4 separate regions of the Drosophila melanogaster genome follow, and regions 1, 2 and 4 are each linked to region 3. The links are chromatin contacts, called in public Hi-C and targeted proximity ligation maps. All regions are on one chromosome and are shown on one strand. The core of a region is the stretch at or near the end of the contact, and the rest is flanking DNA. Distances in the headings are between cores, read along the strand shown.

The links. A called contact is a pair of places that touch in the nucleus more often than the background predicts.
Region 1: a contact with region 3 is called in a Hi-C map of the Kc167 cell line, with 5 times the contacts expected there. A contact is called at or near these places in 9 of 107 Hi-C or Micro-C datasets (the Clone 8 cell line, the D17-c3 cell line, the Kc167 cell line and 3 more) and 2 of 7 datasets of targeted methods (the Kc167 cell line and the S2 cell line).
Region 2: a contact with region 3 is called in a Hi-C map of the Kc167 cell line, with 2.4 times the contacts expected there. A contact is called at or near these places in 5 of 107 Hi-C or Micro-C datasets (the Clone 8 cell line, the Kc167 cell line, the ML-DmBG3-c2 cell line and 2 more) and 1 of 7 datasets of targeted methods (the Kc167 cell line).
Region 4: a contact with region 3 is called in a targeted proximity ligation map of the Kc167 cell line, with 3 times the contacts expected there. A contact is called at or near these places in 15 of 107 Hi-C or Micro-C datasets (the D17-c3 cell line, the Kc167 cell line, the ML-DmBG3-c2 cell line and 5 more) and 1 of 7 datasets of targeted methods (the Kc167 cell line).

The regions. Positions count from the first base shown.
Region 1 is chr2L:4,332,578-4,335,277 of dm6, reverse strand. Atet (ABC transporter expressed in trachea) reads right to left here and starts at 1,365. Exons shown (of 7, transcript NM_001103609.3): 1 at 839-1,365.
Region 2 is chr2L:4,369,902-4,372,601 of dm6, reverse strand. lncRNA:CR45363 (long non-coding RNA:CR45363) reads left to right here and starts at 1,299. Exons shown (of 2, transcript NR_144660.1): 1 at 1,299-1,588. All of the region lies in intron 2 of Traf4 (TNF-receptor-associated factor 4), which reads right to left.
Region 3 is chr2L:4,196,708-4,199,407 of dm6, reverse strand. Naprt (Nicotinate phosphoribosyltransferase) reads left to right here and starts at 1,337. Exons shown (of 11, transcript NM_001273086.1): 1 at 1,337-1,443; 2 at 2,629-2,700. ft (fat) reads left to right here. Exons shown (of 9, transcript NM_058149.4): 9 at 1-1,004. The coding sequence ends at 276.
Region 4 is chr2L:4,392,528-4,395,227 of dm6, reverse strand. CG3652 reads left to right here and starts at 1,352. Exons shown (of 5, transcript NM_134984.4): 1 at 1,352-1,455; 2 at 1,513-1,726; 3 at 1,795-1,966; 4 at 2,029-2,186; 5 at 2,240-2,458. The coding sequence starts at 1,438. The coding sequence ends at 2,352. Tps1 (Trehalose-6-phosphate synthase 1) reads right to left here. Exons shown (of 5, transcript NM_134983.3): 5 at 2,450-2,700. The coding sequence ends at 2,542. l(2)k05819 (lethal (2) k05819) reads right to left here and starts at 1,032. Exons shown (of 9, transcript NM_001273094.1): 1 at 739-1,032; 2 at 50-683. The coding sequence starts at 890.

The sequences.
Region 1 (2,700 bases), core at 116-2,615, 140 kb before region 3:
TTTTATTACAGATTTGTTTGCAGTTCGACTAGCGATTAGATGGGCAGACCGATAGGCTTCCTGCTACTGGGCGCGGGCTTCCTTTTCGCTAATCGCCGAAGATGTAAGGCGCGTAATCGCACACACTGCGAACTATAGTTATATGGCCCATCCGTGCGATTCAAGTTGACGCGACTGGCCAGCTGTTTGTCGCCCACCGACTCGTTATCTGGGAACTTGGAACACCGGCACTCGAAACTAGCCACGCACAGCTGCGGATTTGGTAATCTGGTAATCAGGTCGCCGGACGATGGGGAGTTTTAAATTTGGGCTTCTCGGAACTGAGCACTTCTCTCACAGATTTCGTGGGTGGATGACCCGAGATGAGGTCCTACCCTAACCGTAATCGAAGTAGGTCAGTCTGTACACCCCCTCGCGAGCCACTGACCCACGAAAATCTGGCTGGCCCGATCTGGTTTTCATTGGTCTTTCGTATTGTTATTTTTTTTTTCGGGTGGCGTGAGCGGCTGAAGACTACAACCTGCTCAGATGTGTCATCTGCTATTAACAAATCGCGCGGCGGGGCATAAACATTTGAAAACAACAGCCACCGCCGGAGCATTTTGCAAATAATTGCTCCTGAAAAGAGAGCGCAGGCGCTCTATCGAGATACAAACGGCAGGAAAACATTAAAGATACATATGGGTCTACCCAAAGGGGGAGGCATATTACATATAACTCCGGCTGCGAAGTTTATTATGGTGGTGGTGGTGGGTAGCTGGTAGCTAAATAAATCTGCGACTGCGACTGCAGACTGCAGGAAGCCCGAAAAAGACGCAATTACTTCACTCGTGCTCACCTTTGGATTTCTATTAAGATGGGGCCTATTTCCGAGAAGAGCAAAACACAAATGGCATAAAACGTGTTTTTGGTTTATTAGCATTATATATTTTTTTTTTTCGGCCGCTGCCAGAAGAGACCGTATTCACTGTACCGCTCCCGCGCACATTAGATACTTTCAGAAGATACTGAGACAGCGAGATACTCGTGCTCGTGCCTTTGGCTTCTTTGTTGTATTCTGTGTTATGGTCGCGGCAGCCAGCAAACAAACAAACAAACAACGCCAGCTATTTAAATGCGCCACAATTCGACGATTCGACGGGAGTGAGAGGAACAGAATCGAAATACCATTACCAGATGGTAAGCGAGGCACTCCAGGAATACGCAAAAGTGTATCTTTTGCCTAGGCGAAACGTGTTTTTATTCACCGCGATGCGATCCGTTGCGATTGGACTCGATTCCTGGCCGAAAACGAAAATCCCGCTCGACCGCAGAAGGCAACAACATTCAGGCAGCGCGAACGACGAAGAACTGAATGCGAACTGAAATTGAAACTGCGGCGGCTGCTAAGCTACCAGCCACCAGCTGCCAGCTGAGAGCGCTTTCGCTCACGAGTATCCGTTCTGGCATTCTGGCACTTTGGTACCCGTATCTGTATCTGTAAATGTATCTGTATCTGTGTGAGCCAGCGCAGCCATCCGGATAGCAATAGTGCTGCCTGGCTGCTTGTACCTGACTCTCGGATACAAATTATAAATAATAGTTAACGCATCTTTCAGATACTTGGCATGTGGAGATATAAAGTTCGGTACATATGTAAATATATATACTGAGATACAAAATTGGCACAACAATTATTGTGTAGTTATTGTACTTCTTTTCAAATCTATCTCTTCTTGAAGTTACAAATGTTAGATACTGATGTAGCTGATGCTCCCAGTTATCTGATGTATATAGTATCTACTTAGTATTACTAGGTACAACGCACGTGTACCCTTCCCATCACTCGACTGCGGATACTACGGCTGTTTCGTCAATGGGGAAGTCACAGCTCTCTCGCTTTGTCCAACGTTCAATTCAAATGCTGGCATACACTTAAATTAATCCGCGTGTGTGTGTGAGCGGTAGTGCGCATGGCGCACAAGTGTGCGTTGGCGTTCCGCTGCTCCGAAAACAGCTGACTGTAAACACACACAAAGGGGGACGGCCCAGTGGGAAATCCAGTGCGATTCGAGTTCAGCTGCACTTGGATTTGATGGAGCGAAACTCCCCGAGGAGAAAGAGAGCGGAGTACACGGCGAAAAAAGCCGTTGTTTCGTAATTAAATTAGGCAATTCCATCTTTTTTTTTAATGGGATTTTAATCTAGAATTAACACATGGCACGTTTCAAGACCATTTTCAGTCGAAAGTGTAGATCGGAAAAGCCTTGATAAGCAGATGAACTTTTCATCGTGAGCCGCTTGATTTCTCACTCTTTAGTAGCTGGATATCCCTGAAGAGTTTCAGTGTTTTCGCTAACATTGTTAGTCTGAGTGATAGCGAACTTTGAACCTCACGATCGCAGAACAAAGCACTGAATCCAAACAAAAACAATTGCGATTTCTTGGAAGAATCGCGTGGTGGGGGCAATTGGAGAGGGGAGCTGATATCAGCATGAGTAATCCTCCCTCCCCCCACTTTCCACATTTTGTCCCTCCCCCATTTGGATTGCATATCATATCTCAAACAAAGCCAAAACGTGATTCTACAATATATTTCCAGCACTTAGTCTCGGGGAAAATGCGCAGTCGGGGGACCTTTAATCGCATCGACCTTAATAATAGTTTATTTTCATATCAGCCGCCAATTGTTTTTAGCTGCTACATATTTAAATTGAGTGC
Region 2 (2,700 bases), core at 50-2,549, 170 kb before region 3:
CATCTCTGGTGCATTGCCCTCGATATTTCTAGGGAGCCCCGACTTTATCTTGGTGAACTTACAATCTGTTCCAGTTCCGTGATGGGCATGTTGTTGTTGTTGTTCCCAGGAGTGGGTGAACTGTGTGAGGACGAGTGCGATGAGGACACCGTCGACGAGGAGGAGCGCGATGTGGCGCAGTTTCCACTGCCGGAGGTCGTCTTGTTCCGGGGGGGAGTTGGTGGCGGTACGGGACTGGCCAGAGTGGAGCAGTCCTTGGAGTTGCGATTGGGCGAGAGACGCGAGGGGAAGCTCAGCGTCTTCGTCCACTGGGCCAAACTTCGAACCATATTGTTAATGTTTTTGTTTTTTGTTTATTTTCTTGTCGTGAAACTAATCCAAAAGTGTTTCAATTGGCAAGTTTTTTGGGGGTCTTTGATTGCTTTGCTTGGGCAATTGCACTTAGTTTATTGGCACATCACTCAGAAAAGATCTTGGCTATTTCAAAACTTGGCGAAATTCACACGGCGCACGCGCATCGTTTGTCTTGTGTTTTCCGTTCAGGCTCAGTTTCAGATACAGATGCGAACTTCACGAATACGAACCGCTTGCGTCGACTTCTCGAAAGCAATTGATGTGACGCAGAAACGGCAGAAACGTCCAAGCCGCTCTGAAACTCCCGCTCTCTCACACACACTCGTGCACGGCCGCTCTCACGGATGTGGCGTAGGGGTTGTGCAAGGGAGACGGCATGCGTCGATCTGCTCTGGCATTGCACTTTAGAGCGAGACGGAGACTGCTTTTGTGTCGGTGTCTGTGAGCAAGAGTGCACAGTGGGCAATAGTTGATTTTGCCTGCTTAAAACAGAACTAGGAGATATGCATATTCTTCTACACCATTTTATACTTAAGATAATATTCTTGTAAGCTTATATATATCATTGAATTTAGTTTAAGGAGTCCCACATGGCGTATAAGTAATATAATTTATCAATAGTATTAATTTCGAGCTCATTTTATGTTTGATAATAATAGTTTTTAAGGTTACTGTGTAACAGTTTAGGGTTTTAAAATAACCTTAATGTTTGTGAGATGTATAAAACAAGGGATATTTTAACTTCTCACCACTGTGCGGTGGTTGAAAAGTGCCAAAAAGTGGTTGATTGGTTAAAATGCTGAAACTCTCTTTGAAACTGCATTCGGTTTATTCACAAAAGGATCATTACAAAGATCGCAAACCGGGGTACTAATTTTGTATAATATACATACATATTTACTTCTGCTTTTCAATAGTCTAGATATTCAGAAATTTTATATTTGAAAAATTGCCATTTGAAAACAACGAGCAACTCGTTAAAAGTAGTATTATTTTCCATCACATTTCCTTGATGGTGCCTGTCGTGTACACCTTATCCTTTTCTATTAATTTCGTCACTTAATTTCCTTTGTCATTTTCCATTTTCTATGGGCTTTCCGCTCAATTTGGCAAAAGGACATACTGCGGATACTGTAATTGCTATATTTACCCAAACGCAGCTCTAATGACGCCAACAAGCCATTGCCAAGTGCAATTATCCAAAGGGCCTCAACATCTGTTGGCCAGAAGTCCGGTATGTTATATGTGGAATAAGGGGAAGACAGAGGGGCCAGAGCAATAGGGATGTCGATTATGACCCATTCCCGACTTCCGTTGGCCGCATACCAAAGGAAACCCACGCGAAAACACACAGCCAGAGGGGCCCACTCACAGATACTCACTCACACGCACACAGGCAGCATAAAAACCGGCAACAACGGCCTTGCCAAGGTTGACTGAGCATGTTGCCGAAAAAAGAGGCATAAAACCAAGCGGCAGCAAGAAAAGTTGATGCCGTTGATGTTGCTGCTTCTTTTTCTGGCCAAGACGAGAGAAAGAGCCAAGAGTTGGCACTCTCTTCGCTCTGATAATGGCCAGAAAGCCATAAAGCCGCTTAGAAGCTGAGCCAGCATGAGCAATGGGAAATGAGTTCATTCAGCTTTAGCTTCGGTTTCAGCTGAAAACGTTCCTCAGGGTAGCCAGATCTTCAGAAGATTTAAAAATCGTATTTATTTCAATTAAATTAATTCTTTAAAGCAATCACTGACATCCCAGTGAAAGGAAAAATACCCTTAGCAATAACGAGTTAAGTGGAATTTTTGGTCTGCCAAATAGCTTTGTAATTAGTAATACCTATCCCCTTTTCCTATGTTTCCATACCAAAAATTCTGTGTTAATTCCATTTTACCGCCAAAAATCATTCGCATCTTGTGGGCACATGTCGGCCATGACAGATGCAGATGCTCTGGATCGATTTGTGTTTTTTCTGCCTGGCCAATAAGCTGTCCTCTGGCAGCCACATGTCCTTGCTGACGGGTCCTGTTGCCCGGCTTTGTTCTCAGGCCAAGGAAATGATTCGCAGTTCGATGGCTAAAGGCAGCTGCATTTGGCTGAGGTCGAACAATGCCCTCGCTTATTGACAGTTTTCCAAAGGTGTCGCACAAAAGAGGATCAGGCTCGTAGCAAAAGGATCCTTCATGCCCGATGTTTGACAATATGTCCATTGCTGTGTGCAGATTTCCGGACAAATGTGCTATGTACCCAGCGGAATTTGGATTCTATTATATCCATTTGATACATTTTTTATAAAGAAATTTTTCGCTTTTTGGGCTCAGATAGATAAACATCTTTTAAGATGCATAATAT
Region 3 (2,700 bases), core at 88-2,587:
ACGCTCGTGGCCAGCGACGATGATATAGCCAATCACCTGAGCGGTATCTACCGCAAGGCCAATGGAGCCGCATCCCCATCGGCCACCACCCTCGGCTGGGAGTATCTGCTCAATTGGGGACCTAGCTACGAAAATCTGATGGGCGTCTTCAAGGACATTGCCGAGCTGCCGGACACAAATGGACCGTCGCAGCAACAGCAGCAGCAAACCCAAGTGGTGTCCACGCTACGAATGCCATCATCGAATGGACCGGCGGCTCCAGAGGAGTACGTGTAATATATGTTGTGTATGCTCTTCAACGAAAGTTAAAGTGTTCCTAAAGTCTGAGCCCCAATTCACTGCAAGCACATAACAAAAAAACTTGAAACTATTCAATGACTTTTCCGAGATTTCGTGTGGTCAAAAACAAAGAGAGAAATTCTCGATAGTACGTAAATGTATTTGTAAATTTTGTGTAAAGCTATATCATTTCATAGTAGATCCTAAGTAATGCCATTTTATTTTGCAATGTACAACGAAAACGTAACGAGGATAGGTAGTAAGTTAAACAAAGTGTAGAATCGTGCATATGTCGGAAAATAAGCAACTAATCTTATGAGAACGCCTTGTATCAAGGTCAACCATCCTAAAGTGCACTTTCTGTTAAGGGTTCGAAAGTAAAAAAAAAAACAATAACGACTGATATGTACTTCCGTACATTATTAACACACCCAGTTAATTTCAATTGCTGATTATTTCGATTTCTGTACTTGTGTATATGTTTTCCGAGTGCTATATTAAGATAGTTTCAGCACCAGTGTGTATTGATTTGTGTCGCCATTTAAGTACATTCTAACATTGCTCTAATTTATTGACAATCTCGCCAACATTCCCTAACTGCCTTAGTCGTACTTATAGATAATTAATGTCAGAGATACTTCGCATTCCTCTAGATATAAACTCAAACACCTTGTATATGTATGTAATTCGTAGTGAAATGTTATTAAATACATATTAACCATCATATATAAACTTGCATTTTGATTTTTTATTACAACTTTTATTTTAAAATTTTTCTTTGGCGCCAAATTACTGTGCTATTTTCAGTGTTACCAGACATTATATAGACAAAGACCTAGAACGACAATTGAAGTTTTAAATTGTTAAGAAAAAGAACTTATAAAATTTACTATATATATGAAATATTCGTAGTAAGAATATTATGTTGGGCAGTTTATCAATGTTTCCGACACAGCAACCGCACATAAATCCTTATTTTCAAAGTATAAGCTTAAAAAGCTAAATATGGCGATAAAAGCGCCAACTTAGCAGCTTCGGCCAACCCATAACAGCGGAATCAGCTGTTCGCCAGTGAAGAAGAAGAGCGTGCGCGAGCGTTCGGTGAATGAAATTAAAATATTTGACTTTTTATTGTATTTAGCAGACGGAAACGGATCAAAAAACGTAAATAAATGTGGTAAACAAGCTGATAAGCCGCTGATAAAAGAAAGTTTTATGATAAACCCAATGCTCACCCTCGAAATGAAATAGTATTGGTGCGTAGAAGAACCAACCGCCTATATAAAAAGTTTAATTGAAGTGTGCTCAAAAAAAAGTGAAAGTGCATACAGAACCCTCACGCCCACGCCCATGACGCCCCTTTTTGAGGGGAGTGGCAGTAACGGCCGTCCCTCTCGATTTACCCTCATTTGTGTGTGTGTGTGTGTGGGTGTGCGTGGGGGGCGCCTGTGTTGCGCGACCTTCACGCAACCTTCAACATGCAGCAACACGTTGTGTGTAATCTAACATTGTTTTTTTTGCGCCAATAATCTGAAAGAAACAACAACTGAATCGAATAAAGAGCTAACAAAATAAAAGTCAAAATAAAGCCAACAACCGGCTGCCAATGGCAACACAAAAACAAAAATCAACAAATTCTCCCAGCAAACAAAAAACTGCATTTCGCTCTCGCTCTCTCGTTTTCTCTCTCTCTCTCTCTCTCTCTTGGCGCTCTCTTTCATTTAACCCGTTTGCTTTTGATTTTCGAATTCAATTCAACTTCAAAAGTCGAGCGGAAAAGTTGGACGCGCGAAAAACCAGAGATCCTTGCTCGAGTGAAAAAGTATTACCGTTCGCGTTATCAAAAAGCCTCGAATCGTGCCATTTGAATTGATAACGTAGCTATAGACAAAAATCTGGTTTGATTTTCGTATGCTAATTAGCTCGTTTTTCATTAGCATTTCTAAACCTTCGCTAATTTGCGTATTAGTTTCGTTACACGGGTATGGTGAAATGATTGCCCTTATGTTTTGAACACAAAAAAGCTCTATAAAGTAATAATGAAAAAATAAATAATCAACTGAGATTAAGCCCTTGTTTTAAAATTTAAAAAAAAAAAAAAAAAATTGTTTTTATGTTGTTTACTTAACTTAAAAAAAACGTCTAATCAAGTATAAGTTTAAATTTCCAAGTCCAATTAATGGGTAACGCACTGCCTTCATAATAAGTTGAATAGTTCATAATTGATTCAATTGCATTATTTGTAGAGAACTATTTACAATGAGCTTGCTTTTCTTACGTCATTTTGGCTAAACAATTTACAATCCTCCTCCAGCGACAATTGCAAAACAATTTCGATGACTCTTACAGATAAACAAACACACAAAGTTCAACGGCATTCATTCGAGTAAAAATAAGCCAGGCGACCAGAGAAACTAATTA
Region 4 (2,700 bases), core at 103-2,602, 200 kb before region 3:
GTAAACAAAGATAGCAACGGGTTCCAATTTCTTTTTAAGATCTTCTTACCAGATAGCGCTGCTGATTGTAGATGGTCGGCGGTCGCTTCAGAGAGTTTTTGAGGCAAACAGTAAGGTTATCCAGGTAAGGTGTGCTTTCCAAACAACAAACGAGATTGGGCAGCGGAGGTCGTGCCACAGGTTTCACTGGAGGATCTCCGTGAGGAGCAGCTCCATATATTTCGTTAGCAGCAAAAAATTTATTTGTCTCCAGTTCGTGACAAGGTCCGGGTGAAATGTGTCCCGGCCGTAGAACGATGTAATCCCCGCGCACCAACAAAGCCCACGGCAAGTTGACAATTTTTCCATCTCGGTAGGTCCACTGCAGGGAAACGCAGGGCGACATGGGATTACTTAGGTGCGGATAGTTGGATTGCTGCCAATCGTCACTGAAGTGCTGTTCCGCTAGTTTAATTTCCGAAATCGCGTGTCGTGCCTTCCGGAAGATCTCTGTGCGCCGCAGGTTGTTCTCCCGGACCACCACAAAGAGGTCCAGCGATAAGATGGCCAGCAGGCACAAGGCGGGCCATAGCATTCCTGTAGCGAGCAGTGCTCCACTAGCCAGCAAACTGCTTCCAATGGAAAGCCATCCCAGTGGGCTATCGTACCGCTTCACAAAGGCCGCCCGCAATTTTCGATAGGGGCTAGGAAAGGGATTGGCTATTATCAGTACATTCCATCGTCTATGGATTGACTCACCTCTCCGCTCCGTATTGCCGCTCGTGCTCCAGTTGCACCCGTTTTTCAATCTCCTCATGTAGACGCCGCAGCGCCACCTTTGTGGTTAGTCCACGCAGAGTGGGCTCCGGACTAGCCCGCTTCTCCGGACTTTCCGCCCGCTTCGCTGCCATTTTCCTTGACGTGCTCCTGCAGCTGCAGTTCAAGAATTCGCCTCCACCTACAGCATAGTTTACAAAATTTGCGTCTGTTTAGGTTTGGGTTCGGCGATCAAGTGTTCGCAACAGCCGTCGGCGCCGAGTACGGTCACTCTAGAACAGGGGTGGCCATTCTAACAGGTTAGCCACTAGAAATCGGATTCCACTCTTATCTACATAAATTGTTAGGCGGTCAAAGTAAATGCCTGCCTATTTCGTTTGTGCTTTTCAATATTTCAAGAAATTTAATTTTCTGGGAATCTTGTAATATAGAATTTTTGCTCTGAATGCATTAATAAAAATACGGATATGTATTGAAATTGATAAAAAATAGAATTAAGCTTTACTGTTGTTATTTTTTCAGAAATTTTAAAAAAAGCTACAGACTCACCGGTCATGCTTGTTATCGATAACCGTTATCGATGGGTGAATAATTACTGGGTCACAGTCCACGGTCACACTGTCTACTACGTATTTTTTGTCGATGTAAACGTTTATATATTAAACTTAGCAGATAATACCGATGGATTCCAAACTAGATGTGAGTCAGGAGCTTTAAACAGGAATTTAATCTCTAATATATGCTCCACCCTACTAGATGTTCGAGGACGTGAACACGTCGCCTTCATTGGAGGGCGACATGTCGATTCCGGGCAAAAGAACCACAACTGCAACGTCCGCGAGCGGAGTGCCGGAATACAATACTCTGGATGAGCCCATCCGCGAGACAGTGCTGAGGGACATTCGGGCCGTAGGCATTAAGTTCTACCACGTCCTGTACCCCAAGGAGAAGTCCAGTCTGCTACGAGATTGTACGTCATCAAATGGTTTCGTTATGCATTCGTATGCAGTTTTCTTATTGTGTTTACCCGTCTTTCAGGGGACCTTTGGGGTCCACTGGTGCTGTGCACCTTCATGGCCACCATACTACAAGGCTCCTCCACCGCCGACAGCATGTCTGACAACGGACCCGAGTTCGCCCAGGTCTTCGTAATCGTCTGGATAGGTGCAGCCGTAGTCACACTCAACTCCAAGCTGCTGGGCGGCAATATGTGAGCATCTTTGTATTATTGGTATCCAATTGTTTGATCCTAACGTACTCAATCCCCATCAGCTCATTCTTCCAATCCGTCTGCGTGCTGGGCTACTGCCTTACGCCGGTGGCCATTTCCCTAATTGTGTGCCGGGTAATCCTGCTTGCCACCCAAACGCGGCTGCTCTTCTTTCTGCGTTTTGTGACCACCACCATAGGCTTTGCCTGGGCCACTTACGGTACGAATATCAATTGCATTTAATAGAACAAACACTAATTGGCGTTCCTTTAGCTTCCTTTGTTTTCCTGGGTCAGAGCCAGCCTCCCCATCGAAAACCGCTTGCCGTGTACCCCATCTTTCTGTTCTTCTTCATCATCTCGTGGTTGGTTCTTTCCCACAATTAGTCCAATCTATGACGCCTCGTTTAGTGATTAGTTCGTAAAGAAAACAGTGCACGTTCCATAGCGTAACCAAAAAAAAACCGAAAACAATTGTACATTTCTTTAAGCTACAAATCCGTTTTCTTTATTCTTAAAATCTTAAAAGTTATCTGAGTTACGAGGCATGCATAGATAATGCATGGATATCTGGGCTCACACCTCCAGATTGTTCGCTGAAGCGGCCACCTCCAGGGACATCTGCATCTGGACACCGTCGCCCTTGGTGGGCCTGTAGGTCAGCGAATTGGCGCGCGCCTTGCGTCCCATGAAGTGTCGTTCCACCCATTTCAGCAGGGTGTACACGGAGTCTGT